Linked DNA regions of Mus musculus: regions 1, 2, 3, 4, 5 and 6 are each linked to region 7. Evidence: chromatin contacts called from public HiChIP or PLAC-seq and promoter capture Hi-C data. All regions are on one chromosome and are shown on one strand. The core of a region is the stretch at or near the end of the contact, and the rest is flanking DNA. Distances in the headings are between cores, read along the strand shown. Region 1 overlaps Pgap3 (post-GPI attachment to proteins 3). Region 2 has its middle 5.1 kb from the start of Gm31317. Region 3 holds the start of Grb7 (growth factor receptor bound protein 7). Region 4 holds the start of 1700003D09Rik (RIKEN cDNA 1700003D09 gene). Region 5 holds the start of Tns4 (tensin 4). Region 6 has its middle 12 kb from the start of Ccr7. Region 7 holds the start of Msl1 (male specific lethal 1).

What was found. Promoter capture Hi-C pulls out the DNA fragments that hold promoters and counts their contacts. HiChIP or PLAC-seq counts read pairs in DNA pulled down with a chosen protein or histone mark.
Region 1: a contact with region 7 is called in a FOXA1 HiChIP or PLAC-seq map of pancreatic cancer cells. The contact joins the enhancer-like site here to the promoter of Msl1 in region 7. A contact is called at or near these places in 1 of 15 datasets of contacts at CTCF or cohesin (the NIH/3T3 cell line), 1 of 484 Hi-C or Micro-C datasets (embryonic stem cells) and 2 of 115 datasets of contacts at active chromatin or transcription factors (extraembryonic endoderm stem cells and pancreatic cancer cells).
Region 2: a contact with region 7 is called in a promoter capture Hi-C map of hippocampal neurons, with 2.5 times the contacts expected there. The contact joins the enhancer-like site here to the promoter of Msl1 in region 7. A contact is called at or near these places in 5 of 39 promoter capture datasets (embryonic stem cells, hippocampal neurons, liver and 2 more), 3 of 115 datasets of contacts at active chromatin or transcription factors (bone marrow-derived macrophages, large pre-B cells and pancreatic cancer cells) and 1 of 9 other capture datasets (pancreatic islet).
Region 3: a promoter capture Hi-C map of embryonic stem cells shows a contact between it and region 7. The contact joins the promoter of Grb7 here to the promoter of Msl1 in region 7. A contact is called at or near these places in 4 of 39 promoter capture datasets (embryonic stem cells, liver and pre-B cells), 8 of 484 Hi-C or Micro-C datasets (embryonic stem cells, liver and stem cell-derived epiblast-like cells), 3 of 115 datasets of contacts at active chromatin or transcription factors (embryonic stem cells, memory CD8 T cells and pancreatic cancer cells) and 1 of 9 other capture datasets (liver).
Region 4: a contact with region 7 is called in a FOXA1 HiChIP or PLAC-seq map of pancreatic cancer cells. The contact joins the promoter of 1700003D09Rik here to the promoter of Msl1 in region 7. A contact is called at or near these places in 1 of 15 datasets of contacts at CTCF or cohesin (embryonic stem cells), 4 of 484 Hi-C or Micro-C datasets (embryonic stem cells, myeloid progenitors and nephron progenitors), 3 of 115 datasets of contacts at active chromatin or transcription factors (cardiomyocytes, memory CD8 T cells and pancreatic cancer cells) and 1 of 9 other capture datasets (liver).
Region 5: a contact with region 7 is called in a FOXA1 HiChIP or PLAC-seq map of pancreatic cancer cells. The contact joins the promoter of Tns4 here to the promoter of Msl1 in region 7.
Region 6: a contact with region 7 is called in an H3K4me3 HiChIP or PLAC-seq map of embryonic stem cells, with 3 times the contacts expected there. The contact joins the enhancer-like site here to the promoter of Msl1 in region 7. A contact is called at or near these places in 5 of 39 promoter capture datasets (the 3T3-L1 cell line, cranial neural crest, frontonasal cranial neural crest and 2 more), 2 of 484 Hi-C or Micro-C datasets (embryonic stem cells and uterus) and 5 of 115 datasets of contacts at active chromatin or transcription factors (embryonic stem cells, microglia, neural tube and 2 more).

What each region holds. Positions count from the first base shown.
Region 1 is chr11:98,393,995-98,396,694 of GRCm38.p6, forward strand. All of the region lies in intron 3 of Pgap3 (post-GPI attachment to proteins 3), which reads right to left. Among named protein-coding and RNA genes, the nearest start is that of Pgap3, 5.1 kb to the right of the region's middle. Within about 2 kb of position 1,302, at least 32 of the 459 cell types and tissues checked have an H3K27ac peak or open chromatin away from gene starts, as enhancers often do. A contact at or near this core is called in pancreatic cancer cells, where this site is marked.
Region 2 is chr11:98,317,925-98,320,624 of GRCm38.p6, forward strand. No RefSeq gene overlaps it. Among named protein-coding and RNA genes, the nearest start is that of Gm31317, 5.1 kb to the left of the region's middle. Within about 2 kb of position 1,422, at least 12 of the 459 cell types and tissues checked have an H3K27ac peak or open chromatin away from gene starts, as enhancers often do. A contact at or near this core is called in hippocampal neurons, where this site is marked.
Region 3 is chr11:98,445,515-98,448,214 of GRCm38.p6, forward strand. It overlaps Grb7 (growth factor receptor bound protein 7), which reads left to right and starts at 1,320. Exons shown (of 15, transcript NM_010346.2): 1 at 1,320-1,735. It also overlaps a transcript of Mien1 not described here.
Region 4 is chr11:98,356,968-98,359,667 of GRCm38.p6, forward strand. It overlaps 1700003D09Rik (RIKEN cDNA 1700003D09 gene), which reads right to left and starts at 1,316. Exons shown (of 3, transcript NR_045477.1): 1 at 1,270-1,316. Ppp1r1b (protein phosphatase 1, regulatory inhibitor subunit 1B) reads left to right here. Exons shown (of 7, transcript NM_144828.2): 7 at 66-829. The coding sequence ends at 103. It overlaps Stard3 (START domain containing 3), which reads left to right and starts at 1,401. Exons shown (of 15, transcript NM_021547.3): 1 at 1,401-1,541.
Region 5 is chr11:99,087,967-99,090,666 of GRCm38.p6, forward strand. Tns4 (tensin 4) reads right to left here and starts at 1,340. Exons shown (of 13, transcript NM_172564.3): 1 at 1,273-1,340.
Region 6 is chr11:99,141,486-99,144,185 of GRCm38.p6, forward strand. No RefSeq gene overlaps it. Among named protein-coding and RNA genes, the nearest start is that of Ccr7, 12 kb to the right of the region's middle. Within about 2 kb of position 1,391, at least 69 of the 459 cell types and tissues checked have an H3K27ac peak or open chromatin away from gene starts, as enhancers often do. A contact at or near this core is called in embryonic stem cells, where this site is marked.
Region 7 is chr11:98,794,134-98,796,833 of GRCm38.p6, forward strand. It overlaps Msl1 (male specific lethal 1), which reads left to right and starts at 1,383. Exons shown (of 9, transcript NM_028722.3): 1 at 1,383-2,471. The coding sequence starts at 1,698.

The DNA of each region.
Region 1 (2,700 bases), core at 52-2,551, 400 kb before region 7:
CAAATTCAAGATTAAACTGTGGGGCTCTGGGACCCCGGCTCCTACAGTGCAAAATATGGGAAGAACCCATTTTTGTGCTCCCAAGCCACTGTCCCATGAGCATGGATGGCTCCCCTGTCCCATCAGTGTGGTCCCAGCAGGTGCTGTTTCTCCTCAGAGCTTATAGTCAGATGCAAACAGAGGACAGATGGACAGGGAAACCCCCACACATACACAACTGTTCTATATTCCTTGGCTGTGCCCAGTGTGGTGGGAGGGGCCACAGGGGAGGTGAGAATCATGCGTAAACAATGAGAATGGAGGACATGGGCCAGGGTGGCAGTGGTGTCGGGGGGTGAGGGGACAAGAGGTGGGTGCAGGGAGGCAGGGGGCTGGCTGGTTTAGTTTTGCTGGCAAATACAAAAACAGACAAAAATATCACAGCCGTGAAACTGGTTGGATGCCAAGTGAGCCAGATCTGTCAGGAATTTGACCCCAGTGTTAAGCCCCAGTGCTCGGGGCTGTCATTGACACCATCACGGTGGGGACAAGTGGATCTTTAAATAGCTTGGTGTCTCAGAAGTGGGGGAGGCAGAATGTTAAATATGATGTCTGTTGCCTTTTCAGGGCCACGGGGGCCACAGTCAGACTGCCTTGGGCTCCCTCCATGGGGAGGCGGGTTGTTTTTCCCTTCATCAAAGAAGGATTCCTGGGCTAGTGAGACATTTTTGGGTGAAGGTACTTGTACCACGCCTGAAGAACTGAGCTCAAACCCCAGTACCTACAGGATAGGAGAGAGCCAGTAACGTAATAATAATCTTCCAGTCTAACATGAGCCATGGCAGGAACACTCATTGCACGCCTATATTCACAAATCAATCAAGATTTTTAAAAAGGTTTCTTATTTCCTAACATTGTTTGTTTCACTAGATTTTTGTCTGACAGTTGGGAAGTCCTTCCTGAAGGCTAGCCACTATTCTGCTAGAGTTTCAGCCTATCTCTTCTCTTGTTCTTCCCTCAAGAGAGGTGGTACTATACGACCAGTGCCTGGCACCTCATCTCACATCCACATCTGAGGACTTTTCCCTGCTAGACAAAGGTGGGGAATTGGTTTGGCCTCCTAGCTTTGGCAGAGGGCCAGCCCCCACTCTCCTCCCCCATTCCATGAAGTCAAAGGGCCACAGCATGTAGAACTCTGGCAGGTTCCACAGCCCTTCCTGTTCAGGCCAAACCTAGATCTAAACGGCAAGGCAGGGGCCACCCTCTTCTGCTGAAGTTTCACAGGGTCACTAAGGGATAGAGTTATCAGAGAAAAGTCAGCCCTGCCCCATGGCAGAACCTCGAGCTGGCAGGGGGCCCTCCCATCCACACAGCCCAGCACAAAGGAGAGCCACGCTTGTGCCAGAAGACCTGGCCCAGGATAAAGTCCACCGCCACACCCTCCAGGCAGAAACACAGGCCTCAATGGCAAGTGTGAAATCCAGCCTAGAATACACGCTGTGGTACCTGCCTACTACAGCAATGCCCAGCTGCCCGGAGGCAGGGAGAGTGAACGTCAAGGGCCAACCTGGGCTGAACAGTGAGACCCTGTCTCAGCAAAAGAAAAAACGAGATCAAGGGCTGGAGAGATGGCTCAGCGGTTAAGAGCACTGACTGCTCTTCCAGAGGTCCTGAGTTCAATCCCCAGCAACCACATGGTGGCTCACAACCATCTGTAATGGGATCTGAAGCCCTTTGAAGACATCTACAGTGTACTCATATAAATAAAATAAATAAATCTTTTGTGGCTGGTGAGATGGCTCAGTGGGTAAGAGCACCCAACTACTCTTCCGAAGGTCCAGAGTTCAAATCCCAGCAACCACATGGTGGCTCACAACCATCTGTAATGAGATCTGACTTCCTCTTCTGGAGTGTCTGAGGACAGCTACAGTGTACTTACATATAATAAATAAATAAATCTAAAAAAAAAAAAAAAGAAAAACGAGATCATCCAACCAATGGACTCTGTGTCCCTGTGTCTCTAGAAGACCCCATAAAGGCAAGAAAGGACCCCAATAGCCTTAGCGTCTGCCCCCCACCAGGGGACCTGTGTCCTACTTTCCAGTTCGTAGGCTTACCAAGTTTCTCCGGTATGTCTGTGACCTGCTTCCCAGGCTGACTGGGTCTATGCATGGGTTTTGCACTGGAATCCCCAGCTACACAAATGCAAACTAGGATTCTGCCTTTAGCAAGCGCTCAGCCAGGGTTCATCCCAGAGAACACTCAGGCCCCGGAGCCCAGTGGCGTGGTGCTAGAGGCTAGCCCTGTCTCCTCTCCCTGCTGACTTGTTAGCTGTTGTCTGGGTCCAAAGCCCCGTGTGTCTGAGTCTTACGCATGATCAGGATCCCACAAGGACGTGCTGGTCAAGAGCTGAGAACAAGCCCGGTACCACATGCATGTGGTCCCCCTCAGCAGCACTCGCTGTTCTAGAATGTACTACGTAGCTCAGGCTAGCTTTGGACTCATACCTGCCTCCCTGTCTCAGGTTCTGGAATTGCAGGCATGAGCCATAACTCTTGCTTTCAAATTAAAAAAAAATTTTTTTGAGACAGAGTTTCAAAGCCTGCCCCCTCCCCCAAATTAAGATAAGGTATCAACTATGCTACCTACGGTGACCTCAAACTTGAAGTCCTCCTGCCTCAGCCTCATGAGTGCTGGGATTACATCATGGTCATTCTGCCC
Region 2 (2,700 bases), core at 172-2,671, 480 kb before region 7:
GAGCACTACCTCCCAGCTCCCAGAAGAGGAGGGAGGGAGCACTACCTCCCAGCTCCCAGTAAGAAGAGTGCATCTGGTCTTAAGAGTCTCACCAGTGAACTGCTCAGGGCAGGAAGGTGGTCCCGTGGTTCCCAGTCCAGGCCCAGGATAGATCAAGAACTCCAATAAAGTTGTTTGAGCAGGTAAATAATTGAGCATGTGGCATGTGAGAGGCCAGTTATGTAGACTTGTGTGTTTACAGAAGTGGGAAGCTTAACATCTGAAGTTTGTGATGACTGGAGAAGTGTGTGAGTGTGTGTGTGTGTGTGTGTGTGTGTGTGTGTGTGTGTGTGTGTGTAGGGTCTATGGGTACCAGGGGCCAGAGAACCTCTTCCAGCACTCTTTACTCTCTTCAAAACATGCCTTTCAGGATTTCTGCCCCATACAGCCCTCTCCTGAACCTTATTCTCTACCCGTCCCCCAATTTGAGAGCCCATCAGAAGGGCAGCAGTTTGTGCACAACCCCAACCCCAACCCCTAGTCTCCACAGACTTGGCATCCCACCCCCTAGTCTCCACAGGCCTGCTTTGGTGGTCTGGGGTGGGTTGAAGTGAGGGTTCCTCCCTGGCACAAATGGCTACAGAGCGGGTGAGGCAAGGGTGCCCTGCCTTCTTGAGCGCGGCTTCTCCTCCTTGGGTGAACAGATGTCTTGGAATTTTAGATGTGCTCTCGGCCCCTCCTCTCAATACCCCACCCCCAGCTGGCACCGGCTGTGACAGTGGCGCTCTCTTCTCCCCTCCCCCCATCCCACAGCAGAACCAGTTGATGGATCTCGGAGCACAGCCTGCTCTGGAGGCCAGCAAGGTGGTGGCACCGGCTTCTGCACAGAGAGAACCTGCTCGCCTCACCTCAGCTTCCTACCTCCTCCCCTCGTCCTCTTTTTCTTCTGTTTCCTTAGCTCCACCTCTCCATGGTTTCTGCCTCTCTTCAGCTCTGCCCCACTCCACAGCCCAGCCAAACAGCCACGTCTACGCAGAACCTCTGCCCAGACCCTCACACTTTGCAAGAGAAACTCCTCCTGGCAACTTTGGCGGAATTCTTCCCTCTAGAGACCCTTTTCCCTGCATTCCATGAGCCCCTTCCCCAACAACTGGCCGCCTGCCCTTAGTAGAAACCCAGAGTTAATCCAGAAAGTGGGGAGGGCAGGATAGGAGAAGGGATTAAGGTTCTAAAAGCAGAGAAGGGGTCACCAGGCTGAGACACCCAAATTTTCAAATTACTGCTAATTAATAAATAATCCAAATTCCGTGGACCCCCAACTCAGGGAAGGGGGCGAGACCCGCAGCCGGCAGGAGGGGGTCTTGGCAGAGCTTGACAGCCCGGGTGGTGCCAGGCGTCCTCCCCCTCCCCCACCCGCCAGCATTCCGAGGTAACAGGCATTTGTTACCCAGTTCGTGCCAGGAGCGATTGGCAGGTTCGAGTAGGCACAGTCATTCGGCACACAGATGTCCTGCCTTCACTCTTTTGATAGGAATTCTGTCAGCTCCGAATTCGAGAGAGACAAGCAGACAGCTACACAGACAGAGTCACAGACAGACAGACACGCAGACAACAATTGTCTAGAGGACACAGAATTCTGCACATATGTACTTGCCCTGCATATATTTAACTTGCCCTGAAAACATTTTTTTTTTTAAGGAAAAAACTGGCTCCCACTGGCTTCAGGGGACATTTTCAGAATTCCTCTGAGTGGCCCCATCTCTTCTCCTGATGTTTTCTGCTTCTGCCAAACCTTCTCCAAGAGCCCCGTGGGCCCTAAAATATCATGCTACAGCTTCAAAGTAGGGTACAGAACCGCCGAAGTCTAGACCAACCTCCCCTGGCACAGGACTCTTGGAATTCTAGAGATTCGGCAACCTCAGGAACCCTAGAACATATCATCCAGGTGCAGGCTCCAGCCATCCTAGAATCTGTGAGATTTAAAATGTAGGAACTTCCACAAGTGGAAAAATCACCCAGGATACCCAATTGCATTATCTTCTCCATCAGCAATGAAGAAATGGGTGCTGCCCAGGCATTATCCCTGAGCTGATGACCCCCCAATACCTGGTCTGAAGACCTGATGCCTCCAAGACCTTTAGCTTGAAGACCCGCCAAGCACCACAGTACAGAGGAAAGTTGTGTTGTTCTCCAGGCCAGATACAACTCCTGTCCTCACACTGATCCCAGGGGCCTGAGCTGGCTCTCCTGCCCCTTTGGGGGACAAGCGGATGGTCACTGGGTTTCTGTGTTTATCTGGGAATGGAGGGCAGTGCAGGGACAGGGGTTGGATTCTCTTAGAGCCACTAGAGGAAAAGATGGGTAAAAGGGCAAAGAAAAATCAAAAGTCAGAGGACTGGGGCACAGAGGGGTCTGAGGTGAGGTTTGTTATGTTGTGGTTTTAATCTTTCTTTTTTTTAAAAAAAGAGAAAGCCCCCCCATCCTGTGTCATCATTTTTATGGGATCTGCAATTCTGGCAAAAATCTGTCTTTAATTTAGCTGTCCATATAAAAATCCTCACTGTATAATAATGAACAGATGCCATGGAATTTAAGCTGGAGCCTCGGCTCCTCCCCGCCTTCCCCCCCGCGCCTGGCACTGGGCACCGGGCACCGGCTGAGTGGCACAGACTGGCACAGACATGCGAGTGAAGGGTGGGCAGGGGGCGACCTGGGCTCAGC
Region 3 (2,700 bases), core at 70-2,569, 350 kb before region 7:
TCTGCCTCCTCAGTGCTTTGAGACTCTGGTAGCTGAGGAGGGGCCCACGGGTCTGCTCTTTCCAGAGCAGCTTAAGAGACTGTGTTCCCCCCTTTTAAGAGCTGCAGTGTTTTCCCTCCACCCCTCCCGTACCTGCAAGACCTGCCCAGACTACCTGATGGCCTCCGTTCCTGTCCACCCCCACTCTCTTCTGCATTCCCTCCCAGCAGCTGCTTCTCCACACTGGGGGTCCACCATGGCAGGTTAACCCCTCTGGTTCCCACTCACTGCCAGGTCCTCCCTGGCTTTGTTTTCATGGCCTTCCCTGCCTCCTGTGAGTCACTCACCTGGCAAACTTGTCACCTGTCATTTCTTATTTGTGTGACTCTTAAAGGTCAGTCTCCCCGACTGGGTTGCAGCCAGCAAAGGGCGGGTCTGTTTTTGTTGTTTTGCTCTGTATACCCAGCGCCAAGCACAGGTCTGCTAGGTTGGAAATGAGGAAATTGTCTCCTGCAATTTGTTCAAATTGCTTCCTGGCCCAAGCAACCTGCCCCTTCCTCACCTTTTTGCTTTGCTCTATTCATACTAGTCTGTCTGATGTCTGTCTGTCTGTCGTCACTCTGTTTTTGAAACAGGGCTTCTCTGTACAGTCCTCACTGTCCATGTAGACCATGCTGGCCTCGAACTCACAGAGATCCACCTGCCCCTGCCCCTAGAGAGCTGGGATTAAAAGGCACACACTTCCACGGTGGCTTTCCACATTAGTTTTTCAAGCGGAAAAGCTAAGGGAGGCTGTGCTTCCTCAGGGCAGACCCCTTATCGCCCCAGTGGCTTGTTTGTTTTCTTAACTCTTAGCCATAGGAAGCTGGGAGGTGGCCCGCTGCCTTTGATCTGGGGACTCTCAACCCCTCTTCCTGATCCTCCAATGTTTGCTGTGAGCTGAACCAGAAAGCTGGAGTAACTGCTGTAATAGAAGCCATCTGCATCAGGCCACAACGGTCACCAGAACTGTGGCCCCTCCCACTAGGCCACCTTGCCACTCTTAAACTTGAAACTAGGAAGGTGAGACCCTGGACTTGCCTCGGAAGAGAGGGTGCACCTTGGGTATTTTAGCAGGGCCAGGACAACAGCCTGGGCGGCTGGACTGTGGTTGGAGGTCAAAGGGCAGAGCACCTCTTCTGGCTTCCCTTTTAAGCCCAGTGCCCTTTGCCCTAGGGGGTGAGATCCGAGCTGAAGACGGCCCCCTAGCTTGACCAATGAACTGACCATCATTGGAATGGGACGAGTAGGAGTGGGCGGGACCATTCGCGTTTAACAAACAGCCTCCAAACTCCCCTTCCCATGTAGTCAGGATTCTAGATTTTTCTCTGTCCAGCCTGTTCTCTCCGGGGCACCTGCTCTCTCTCTCTCTCTCCCTCTCTCCTAGCACCTGCTGCTCAGTAGGAAGGGCAAGAGCAATTCGAGGCGGTGCATTGTGAGGAGTCTCCACCCCTCCTCCTGCGCTTCCTTCTCCAGGGAGCCTCTCAGGCTCCGCCCTTACCTGCCCGAGATAATTTTAGTTTCCCTGGGCCTGGAATCTGGATACGCAGGGCTCGCTCTATATTCTCCCGCCTCAACATTCCAAAGGCGGGATAGCCTTTCTACCATCTGTAGAGAAGAGAGAAAGGATTCGAAATCAAATCTAAGTGTCTGGGATCTCTAGACAGAGCCAGACTTTGGGCCGGGTGTCCGGCTCCTTCTGTTGGAGGTGCTCCAGGTAAGCCGACCGAGATCGGTCTTAGATAATCTGCTCCTACCCCCAGCCTCACCGAGGGCCCCAGGTTGTGCCTGCATCGAGCGGATCTGGCCTGCTGCCCAGTTAGATGGCCGGGAGGCTGCCACGCTCTCCCCCCTGACCGCCCTCTCTCGGCGAGGTCAGGCCAGAGGCGGGGGGTGGGGGTGGGGGTGGGGGAGAAGGGGGGTGGGTGATAGTTAAGGCCTGGAATCTTCCTCCCTAAACCGGTGGCCTCAGGCAGGTGAGCTATGGTCTGGGTAAAGGCGGAAGCGGGAACTTCATCTTGGGGGATGGGATGGGATGGGATGGGATGCAAGTTAGGTCTGGGTCCCTAAGGAAAGAGTCACACTCCTGATGCTCTCTGCGCTGCATTGTTTGTTTTGTTTGTTGCTTGGCATCACCAATCCTTCCCCTTCCTCATCTTGCTCCCTGAGACCCGAGGTAAGGTCTCTCCATCACCTGAAATCTTGACTTTCCGGCTAAAACTAGTTCTTACCCAACACCAGTTAGTAGGGGGTGCTAGATCCGGAGGTTGCCCTTCAATACCTTATTGAGCTCAGTTTACTACAATCTGGGGTTCCCATTCGGAGGGGAGTAAGGGAGAGCGACTCCCGCAATGGTTGGAACTGCATCTCTCCACGTTGTGGTCCCATCTCCGATACGGAAGCTCAGCAGGCTGCGGATCCCTCCTGGCTGCAAATGAGTGTGGACAAAGAAAGCTAGAGGGGTGGGTGTAGTGTGAAGGTCTGCAGTTCGGGGCCTGGAAAACAGTGTATGGCCGGGTATGTGGGCCTGCCTGAGGCTGAAGTTGGGGGAAAGACCTAGTTAGGTCTGGGTTTTCATGGTAGGATGGAGACAGAGTGCATCTGAGGGACAGCTGATAGTATTTTCAACCTTTTCTCCCTCTTTTCCCCCCAAGAATGCAATGCCTTCTGGGTCATGAGTCT
Region 4 (2,700 bases), core at 66-2,565, 440 kb before region 7:
TGGGGAGGTGGGTGGGAACCTCATGGGCCAAGCCTGGCCTTGAGTCCTCTTTATTTGTCTTTCAGAGCCTGGAGAGGAACCTCAGCATCCCAGCCCCCCCTGAGCCTGGCACATAAGCTCAGAGCCCTGTATCTCCCAGGAGGAAGTGTTCCCCAGAAACCCACTCTGTCCCCACCCTCCTTTGTACCCTGTCTTTCACCTGCTAGGGCTGCGGCTTCTGACTTTTAGAAGACTAAGGCTGGTCTCTGTTTGCTTTGGCTGAAGCCCAGAGTCCCCAATGCCTTTCCCTGCCAGTCATTCTTCTATTTACCCGGTGGGAGTAGGGAGGTGAGAGAGCCCACACTGGAAACCCCAGAAGGCCATAAACAACCATTTATTCTCCACAAGTCCCCTCCCTCTCCAGATTCTCTCCCCTGGGCACAGGAGACCCACAGGGCAGGTCCTAAGATCTGGGGAAAGGAGGTACTGAGAGCCTACAGGTGCCCTGAGATCTCCTCCTTCCCCTACCAGTGGTGGGCGTTGAGTCCCCAACCCTCTCATAGACTTCAACCAGGGCTCAGGTCTCACGCATTCTTTGCAGAGCCTCAACATGTCCCTCCCTTAGTATCCCATTCCTGCTGGGTGCCTGCAAGATGGACTGGCAGAGGCTGCTTGCTGCGTTTTGTTTGTGCTTTGGTGCCAGGAATGCACTTACTATCTGTCCTTAGGGGGCCACACAGTGGGGGGAGCCTGGTTCTCCTTGTCCTCCAGCAACTTGGTTCCCTTCCCCTTCTTCCCTTACTCTAGGCCTGAACCCCTCCTACGCTGTAATAAATCTTTGTAAATAATTGTCCTGAGACTCCTCTTTCAGGGGAGGGAGGAGAGACCGGGAAGTAATGGTATGTTCTGACAGGAAAAATGGTGGTTATCTTAGGGTCAGGATCTTGCCTCTCGTGTCCAGCCCTTCCCAGGAAGGAGCCTTTCCTGCAGGCTATACGCATGGCAGACATACTAGCTCCTGAGGGAGATGGCTAAAAGCCAGGGGAGAACAAAGGTCCTTTAAATATGTGTGATGGATGTGGTGCTGCGCGTCAGTAATCTCAGAACTTGGAAGGCTGAGTTCGTGGCCAACCTGAGAACGTCTCAAAAACGAAAAATGGATTTCTCCAAGGGACTTGTGCTCACAAATCGGCCCTCACACAGTTCCCCTTCACTCCACAGTGTCAGGCCTGTATGATCTAATAACCAAGACACCCTGGGGTTTTATCCCTTGCTCCTGCACGGTCTTACACAGTTTAACTTCGGTTGTGGCTCCGCTTCCGGACCTCGTCTCCGAGAGAGGGGCGGACCGGGGCGGAGCTTCAGGGTCACACGAATCCCGATTGGCTTTGGGGGCGGGCTCGGGGGGGCGGGTTGGCTTTGGGGGCGGGCTCGGGGGGGACGGGCTCAGCGGCGGAAGTAGCGCCGCCGGGAGCTCTCCTTCCGCTCTGAGGAGTTGCCAGGCCGTGGAGCGGGACTGCGGCTGAGGCAGGAAGAGTGGGGGCCGTGGTGACATGAAGCAGGTGGGTTGTGCGGCGGTCGCAGGCACCGGGCGGTGGTACAAGAGCTGTCTCTACCCGACGGATCCCGCTTTCCTGCCCGGTGTCCGTCTTTGGTTCGGTCCGACCCAGCCCACACCCCTCGCGCTCCGGGTTCCGCCCCCTTCCTCTCCACTCGCTGCTGCGCGCGCAGGGCTGGGGAGGGGGTGTCTTGGTCTTTACCCGAGAGGGTCCGGAGGACGTCTGCGGCCGCTTTCCTAAGCCTTCTTTATAGTAAGAGGAGAGGCAAGGAGTCGGTATCTAAGTATTATGGGGGACAGAATTGGGTGTGGGAAGGGGCCAGACTCAGGGAAAAACATACTAATCGGCTGCCTCTCTGCCACCCGCTGTTTCCCACAACTTCCGTTGGAAACATCCACGCATAGCTTCCCAACGATATCAGAAAGAAGGCTCTTTAAACTCTTCTCAGAAGTGCTTGCTACTGTTGGCTTTCATTCCTGACATACTTCCACCCTTTGACTCCCCAATATTTCCTGATTTTTCCTCTTACCTCTCTGACAAGAGGGCAGAAGAATCTCTTTACGTTCACGCTGGCCCAACCCGCCTCACTGTGCATTGATCCTGGATGGCCTCATCCACTGTTGTCGCATCAAGTTCACGTTCACTGAATATTCAGATGGACGATAGCAGCACATCCCCTTCCTGGGCTCCAAATTAGCTGCCTGTCAATTATGCCTATGGGATACCTTCACTTTGGGATGATCTCACAGGTTTCAAACGTGAGCTGATCTTTTCTCTGTAAATTTATCCTTCCACTCTTGTCTTATCCAGGAGAAAAACTCCGGAATTGCCTTAACATCTTTTAACCCTGTTTGCTCAGAGGTGCCAGTATAGCTAACTCCCTGAACCTTCTCTGTCACTACCCTTGTTGACGTGTCTCTGGACATTTCCAGCAGCTTGTGGTCCTAATTGCTTGCAGGCAAGTCTTCAGAATCTAGCTCTTGCAGACTTTTATATCACGAGTCTGGTTATGTCACTTGCTTGCTTCCCATTGCCTGTGGGGAAACGACTGTGTGCTTGTTTACTGTAAGATGTGCCTGGCTCACATAGGGTTCTTCGTGTATATAGCAGCACCTCTTTCCTCTCTGATCTGCTGGGCCTCCTCCTGATGTATCCTTCAGGA
Region 5 (2,700 bases), core at 90-2,589, 290 kb after region 7:
GGGGGGGGTTGGGTAGTGGTGGGGAACAAGAGGAGGGGGCGCTCATGCTGGTGTGGAGAAGTCATGTGGTGAATCAAATCTACAAATGGCAGTGGAATGGTGCTGGCCTCTGAGCGCCTTCCTTGGGGGCAGCCGAGGACACAGAGCCCAAGACACAGCTTTTCCCACAAAGTCTCCAAGAGTCCAAGGAGCCAGGCACAGCTGGCAGGATTCACTGCCAGGCCTAAAGAGGAAGCTGGGAGACTCCGAGCAGGGTGTACTTGAAGCTGAGCATTCCCCACGACCAGGACTCAAGGTGGCCCAGCCGCTGCCTTTGTGCATAAGGATACGTCCTTCTCTGAGCAGATCTCAGAGGTTTTATCTGTCTGATGGTGACTTGATAATTAACAGACCCTCACTCTTTTTCCCAACAGTTCTGATGGGGGAGTGCTGACAGGGCTGAGGGTCTTGCCCAGGCTACAAGTGTATGTCCTGAATCTCGTGGGAGGTACTCTTGTCTCTAAATGTCCCACAGGATCACCCTCTATTCTCTGTCTGGACCCAGCAGATACTGAACTTCAGGGAGAGATGCTGAGAACAGGAAACCCTTCTGCACCTTCTCATTTGACCTTCCCAAGTCACCCCTGGGCTCAGGCTCAGACTCTGTCTGCTCCTCTGAGATGTGGCTATACACTCCAGGGCCTCCCAGCCCTGCTCTACGTCTTAGAGAGGAGTGCCTGGGCTCAGATTGTATGTGTGTGTGTGTCTTAGGAAGGATTCCAGTTATCTCTGCCCTATTTACAGCTCCCTCCTACCTTCTCGTCTTCAGAATCTAACTCTTGTTCCTTTCACTTTCCCTCCTCAAAACTCTGGGGGGCAGGGAACTCCTGGGGCAGCTGGAAAGCCCTCATGGTCATCCTGGTTTACCTCATAGGAGCCCAGGTAGAGAAGGCAGAGGATGGAGTCCCAGTCTCCCCCCACCACACAAGCCCAGGATACCCATCATTTGAGCCTACTCCTTCCTCATTGTCCCTTGCCTCCCTAGAAGCCATGTGGCTTCACTTAGGGCAGCAGGCAGAGGACAGCCTCCTAGACTGGCTTAGTGCTCTGTTTAGGAGTTAGGAGACCTGGGTCTATCCAGGCTCTAATCTGATGTCCAAGATCCCAAGGCCAGCTTTTTCTTTCGTGGCCTTGGATTCTATTAGCTGTGCACCCGGGATGCAGACTTAGCTCTAGTTTAAGCTCAGACAGAACTAGGTTCCCCCAACCTCACCCAGTGAGTAAAACACCTACCTGCTCGTGGCCGCTGTTCCACTCAAGACTCTCAGGATTGAACTGTGCTGAGGCCAGGTAAACTGCAAGAGGAGGAGCCAGCAAACCTTACTCGCCTTAAAAATAGCCCGCCTTCTGCCCGCCCCGCTTCTCCCCTATGGCCCTACACGTGGCCTTGACAGTCGCTGGCCCCGCCCCAGAGGTGTCCTAACTGCTCAGGTGGGGCAGGAACAGGCTGGGAGAGGTGTGTGTTAGGGGTGGGGGATGCAAGCACCGGTTAGGGATGAGTAAGTGAGTGTGTGTGTGTGTGTGTGTGTGTGTGTGTGTGTGTAGGGGCCCCAAGCTCCTAACTTGGCCCTCCCGTGTACCGTGATGCCTAGACAGAGTTGTGCTGCCGCTGGCCTCCCTCTCACCTTATGTAGGAAGGAGGAAACAGTAGGTTGGCAGAGACAGTGAGAAGGGAGAGCTTGGGTCTTGGTAAAGGACGCTAGTGGGTAGGAAACCCTTCCCCAGACCTATGCTATGGCTCTGGATGCCTCTGTGAGGCTCACTCATGGTCTTTTCTTCCTTCTGTCCTGTTGTAAGGCCACCTCCAGCCTGGGAACAAGGCTTCTGGCCTAAGGGAAGAAGTGGAAGGCCCTGGAGGGCTCTGCCTAGGGCTTGATATCCTGCTTCTCAATGATTCACCCTCCTAGGAAGCTCTGCTAAGCATCCTCTCCTATTTCCATGTCTACGACTTCCTCCCTGCCAGGGGTTCCTTAGGATGCTGTTAGGGAATGTCCAGCCAGGGTGAGGGACACTCAGACCCCCATCTGAGCAGGTTGGAGGAAAGTGTTTTCAGCCTGATCTTGAGAGTGGGTGGCTCAGCATCTCCGTTGGGCTCTGCAGTCTACTTTCTGGATTGTTTCTGAAGACCCATGATGCGACAGTGCGCCTGCCACAGGAGGAAGCTAGGGTCAAGCGGTACAGGTAACATTGAAAGGCGTCCTCCGGTATTCATATGATGCAGCAGATGCCAGACTTGACGAATACCTAATGTATCCTTGAAGGAAGAAACTGGCTAGCTGCGGCAAGCTAAGGTGGACATGGTCTGTAGGCTTTAGCTTTATGGGCGAGTAGGAGGGAAGACTGCTGAGTTTCTTGGGTGGAAGGGTGGGCTACATGGAGGAGAAATGGCTCTGCCATTGGAGCTCCGTTGTTGCTTGCCCAGCGTGTAGGAAGCCCTAGATTTGATTTTTTTAAAAAAATTTTCTCTCTCTGCAGTTAACCATTTTTGGTTCACACTTAGCCACTTCCTCCAGCTTAACTAGCCCAGAACACTGATTTCAGTTTCAGCGGCCCATCTCTTCTCTCCACTCCCACTTTTGGACGCAGCCAGTATTGCCAACAGGATGACATACCTGTCTATGTTTGGTAGGACTGTCTTCCTCAGTCTGACGCCGTGATGGG
Region 6 (2,700 bases), core at 141-2,640, 350 kb after region 7:
TATCTCCCAAAAGATGATATCACTTGCCCGGGTATTTCTAAATATTTTGCTTTTGTAGATGAATTGCTTCCTTACCTCAATCCTGGGAGGCAGGCACGACTAATAACTCCATTATGCAGGTTTGGAAACCGAGGCACCGCACCGTAAGGGAGCGGAGACATGAACCAGGCCATCTGGCTGTGGAGTGGGAGCTCCCCTGCTGCTGCCTCGCTCAACATTCTGGCTCTGTGCTAAGTGTTTACCCAAATCTCCCTTGTTTTGCAATTGAGAAATCTGAGATTCAGAGCAGTTGAGCAACAGCTGAAGGTCACACAGCTGGGGAGCGGCAGGGTTGGGATTCAGAGTAGGCCAGGCTCCATCCCCCCTTTTGGCAACTCTGCCAGACCCTCAGGCTCCACAGCTAGCTTAAGCAACCTCCCCTCATTGCTGTGTCTCTTTGGACAAGCCAGCTCCTTGCTCTGTCTAGAGAACGACAGGGGTCAGCCCCTGCTTCCTGAGGTCTCCAGGAACCTATTAAAGGTTCGGCACTTCTAGCAGAAAGGGCAGTTTCATGACCTGGGAATGTCTTACATTTGGCCTAGGGTCACAGCCAGGGGGGATCTGAGTTAGGGCTGATGTGTGTGTGTGTGTGTGTGTGTGTGTGTGTGTGTGTGTGAGCGCTCACACACACACACACACACTCATAGTTGGGACTGGGCGTGGGGGGCGTGGACAAGGGACTGTTAGTGGAATGGAAGGAGCTTGGGGCAATTGCAGAATGATGGCGTGGCAAGGGACACAGATTTAGAGGCATGGGGCTGTTGTATGGAGCAGACGAGAAGGGCAGAATGAGAAAGAAGACCTGGGTGGGCTTCAGGCAGGGTGCTTTCTTGTATCCTGGGGATCACCCTTGGTAGGCACAAGAGTGCATCAGGCCAGGTCTTAGGCAGCAGGCCAGCGTGAAGCTGAGGATAGAACTTCTGAGACACAGCAGTTTGGGGAATTAGCATTGCTGGGGGTTCTGTTGTTTCTGTAAATATTTGGAGATGTCCAGTTATACTAGCGCAATGTATTTGAGGCCAGGGTGGCATGCTTGTGTGGTTGGCCCAGCTTCCCCTTCCGTGATCCCTCCATTATTTCCTCCCTGGTAGGAATCGAGGGCTGTTTTCCCATCTGTAACTTCATTAGGATCTACAAAGCCACGTGCACTCTGGCAGGTTCCCCTTGGGGATGACCGTGGCCAGTGGCATCGCCTTCTTGCAGCGTGCTTGTGGTCACACAGTCGCAACTGAACCTTTTTAATATTCAGTACCAGCATCCCGAAAGCTGCCCGCCACCCGCCACCCGCCACCCGCCACCAGCCACTGCCTGCACTTGAGCCAGCCTCGTTCCTCCCACGATGCTGATTCCAGACCGGGAGGCCGCCTGACAAATTGTGTTAAAGTCTTTCTAGCCCCATGCATCCTGTGGAGGAGGGTAATGGGTGTTTGTGGTTACAAGCTTAGAGAATGAGCACTGTTATGGAACAGGCTCCATTTTTCTTTTTTCTTGGGGGGGGGGATTGGAACTATGTTTTTGTGTGAATGTCTCACCTCTCTCTCCCACCCCCCACCCCCATCCTACCGCCAGGCTCAGAGCTATTCGGGTGCTAAGCCATTGGACATTTGCCCAGGTATCATAGTTTGGACCAAGCTCTCGGGCTTGGGGAAATTAGGGCTTTGGTTAGACACTGGGACACAATGACAAGGACACTTGGCCTGTGGGGATGGAGTGAGGGGCGACAGAGTCTGGCCCTCTCCCTCTGCTTTCCACACCGCTGTCTTTTGAATGTGTGTGTCCCTCCAATAGGCCTGTGTTTGAATTTGAACCCTAGGGATGATGGTATTGGAGGGTGGGGTGGTTGAGAGATAACTGGCTGGCCGTGAAGGCTCCACCCTGATGAATGGATTTAAGGCCTTATAAATGGACTTGGGAGATACTAGAGTGGAAGTTGTCTCACTTCTAGAATGGTGAGAGATAGATTCCTGTTGTGTATAAGTTCCGCAGACCGCAGTGTTTTGTTACAGGAAACGGGGATGGACTGAGACTCGCACTACAGAGGCACTTAGGGGTCAGGCTGGTAACAGTAACTTCTGTTACTAGTGGGTAGAAAGGAGGGGACCGAGTGGTCCTAGCTCTCAAACACCCTGCAGAGTCCCATCCAGCCTGTGGCATCTGACTAGTCCCTAGTTCCCTTACTCTAGAATGTCATGACCTCTGTCTGAGCTTCCCACCAAACTGGAGTTCTTAGAGGAATGTACGCAAGTCTGAAGGGGCCTGACAAGAGTTAGGGCTGTTTCCGGGCTATCCTGTTACAGCAAACACAACAGGATGCAGGTGTCCATTTCCCCCCAACCCGGGGTTCCTCTGAGTTCCCAGACACAGGAGTTCCTGGGACAACCTCGTCTTTCCATACTCAGAGTGCTCTCCTATGTATACTGCTGCCTGTAAGGGCCTAGGTCCCATCCCACGGGCTCTGCAGGTGTATGTGCAAGACAGACATCCTGTCTTCGCTCTTTTTCCACCTCTTGCAGCCTCCTGGGTTTGCATCTCCGGAGAGGCTCTGTGACCTCATGGTTCTGAGTGCTGAGAAAGGAAGGCTGGGGCGGAGGGGTGTGGGGCGCAGGACTCTCAGGTGGAATGGGGGGACAACTCACTCACTCGCCATTTAACCAAGGAATT
Region 7 (2,700 bases), core at 133-2,632:
CCAAGATGGCCCCGAACTCACACATTCTCCTGTCTTTGCCTCACAAGGGCTGGGGTTAAAGGTGTAGACCACTATACCTATCTCCTATAAAAAAATTTTAGAAGTGCACTTCAGACAGATAAGCAACCAATTAATTTACAACTATGTACATGTTTTTTCCATAGGGAACTATGAGGACTTAGTGGCTAAAGTTGCTTGGAAAATTAAGGCACACAGACACTATGAACCTGGAGAATTGGGAAGTGCTCCAATAGAAGGCCCTAAAGAACACTTAGTCCTAACACCGGCATACATCTCTCCATAGATTTCTTGAATCTTTTTCCAGAAGATGCTAGGAGTAGCTACAGCTTAAGAAGGCTGGAGACATGGCTGCTTGGGAAACAACTGTCGGTAGTTGGCAGTACTTCACCCCAAGGTTGTGCTTACAACTCCCTGGGCAGCAGACATCATGGATTTTGCTGCTTCTGGGAACCAGAGGTCCCTCCATTTCTGTGCTGGATCCCTTAGAGACAAAGAACTTCACTTCTTTCCCCAACCCATGTGGGACCGCCAGGGAGCCTAGAGGGTGGAAGCTTGACTTCTACTCCATGAAACAGCCGCAGGCTCCAAGGGAGCCTGGGTCGGGGCCGGTCCCGAAGGCGCGCGGGGCTCCGGTGTGGGCCAGGCGCGTAGCCAGGTCGCCAGGGAAGGGCTATCCGACGAAGGCCGGCTCAGCAGAGCGGTCGGTAGGCGTCCGCGAGGGGCGGGAGCATCTACCTCCTTCCTTCCTCCCCAACCCCATTCTCTCGCACTTGGTTTTGCCGGGGATCCTCCGCATTCCCCAACCACCAGCGGCCGCCCTCGCCCTTCTTCCCTCCCCAGCCCGCCCCTGCCTCGGCAGCCCACCTTCGCCCGCTCCTGCGTCCTCGCCCTCGTCCCCGACCTCCCCTCGTGGGCCCCCGCGCCTCGGTCCCCTCCCCCTCGCGGCGGCAGCGGTAGCCGCGGCCCCTTTCACAATAGCGCTACCCGCCTCCCTCCTCTCCGCTCCCGGTTCGCTCCCGCCCGCTGCCCTCTCGGCGCATGCGCGCTCCGGTCGGCGGTGGCGGCGGCTGCGGCGGCTCCGTTTTTTTTAAAGGGAAACGCCGAGGAGTCGGGGGTGACTGTGGGGGAGGGGGACCCGGCGGCGCGGAGAACCCCCGGGGGAGGCGGCAGACCCCCCCTCCCGGAGTAGGAGGGCTCTGGGCGGACCCGTCCCTCCCACCCCCTCCCGAGGAGGAGCAAGGGGGGGGAAATGGAGGCTCGGGGCGGCTGAGGCGAGCTCCGGGGCGGGGGGCCGGGGCGGGGAAGGGGGGGTGCGGGGTGGGGAGACGAGGCGGGCCCGGCCGGGCAGGGGGGGCCGAAGCGAGCTCCGGGGATGAGCTCGGGGGCGGCTGGGTGCGAGCTCCTGCCTCTGCGGCGAAGGCGACGGTGGCGGCAGCAGAGGCGGCGGCGAGGCCACCATGGGTCGGCGGCGGGCCTCAGCTGCGGCCTCCACTTCTCCGCTCGCCGGCGGGATGGCGCCCGGGCCTCGGAGAAGCCGCGTTAGCGGAGGCCTGCGGCTGCTCTGCTGAGCCGAGCCCGCCAAACTCCCCTCCCCCTCCTCCGTCCTCGACCCCCCGCACCTCGCCCCTTCCCCACCCCCTCCTCCGTCTCGGTCCCCCGCGCTGCTCCGGACCACTATGACCATGAGATCCGCAGTGTTCAAGGCGGCCGCGGCCCCTGCCGGCGGCAACCCCGAGCAGCGACTGGACTACGAGCGGGCTGCGGCGCTGGGCGGGCCCGAGGACGAGTCCGGGGCGGCCGAAGCCCATTTCCTCCCCCGGCATCGTAAGCTCAAGGAGCCGGGGCCCCCGCTGGCCTCTTCCCAGGGCGGGAGCCCCTCGCCCTCTCCAGCCGGCTGCGGCGGCGGCAAGGGCCGGGGCTTGTTACTCCCAGCCGGGGCGGCCCCCGGGCAGCAGGAAGAGAGCTGGGGCGGTTCGGTGCCCTTGCCCTGTCCGCCCCCAGCTACTAAACAAGCCGGCATCGGCGGGGAGCCAGTCGCAGCCGGCGCTGGCTGCAGCCCCCGGCCCAAGTATCAGGCGGTGCTGCCCATTCAGACGGGCTCTATCGTGGTGGCGGCGGCCAAAGAGCCTACGCCCTGGGCTGGGGACAAGGGTGGGGCGGCTCCCCCAGCTGCCACCGCCTCGGACCCGGCGGGACCCCCACCACTACCTCTGCCCGGGCCACCACCCCTCGCGCCCACCGCCACTGCTGGGACCCTGGCGGCCAGTGAGGGCAGATGGAAGAGTATAAGGAAGAGCCCTCTCGGGGGTGGCGGCGGCTCGGGAGCCTCCAGTCAGGCCGCCTGCCTCAAACAGATCCTTCTGCTGCAATTGGACCTCATCGAACAGCAGCAGCAGCAGTTGCAGGCCAAGGAGAAGGAGATAGAGGAGCTGAAGTCCGAGAGAGATACGGTACGGGAGGGGTTAATCTGCATTAGGGATGGAGAGCGAGCTCTGCGCATGCTCGGGGGAAGGGGGCTGTAGGAGGCAGAGGTCCCCGCTCGGTTAGGGTTAGAGGAAGTTGGCCACCAGCTAAAGAGTGCCTTAGATGTTGGGTCGTTAGGAGCCTGGCATCACTGACACGTTGGGTCGGAAGGAAGGGTTAAAGGGCAACCTGTGTGTGTGTGGTGGGGGGTGTTAT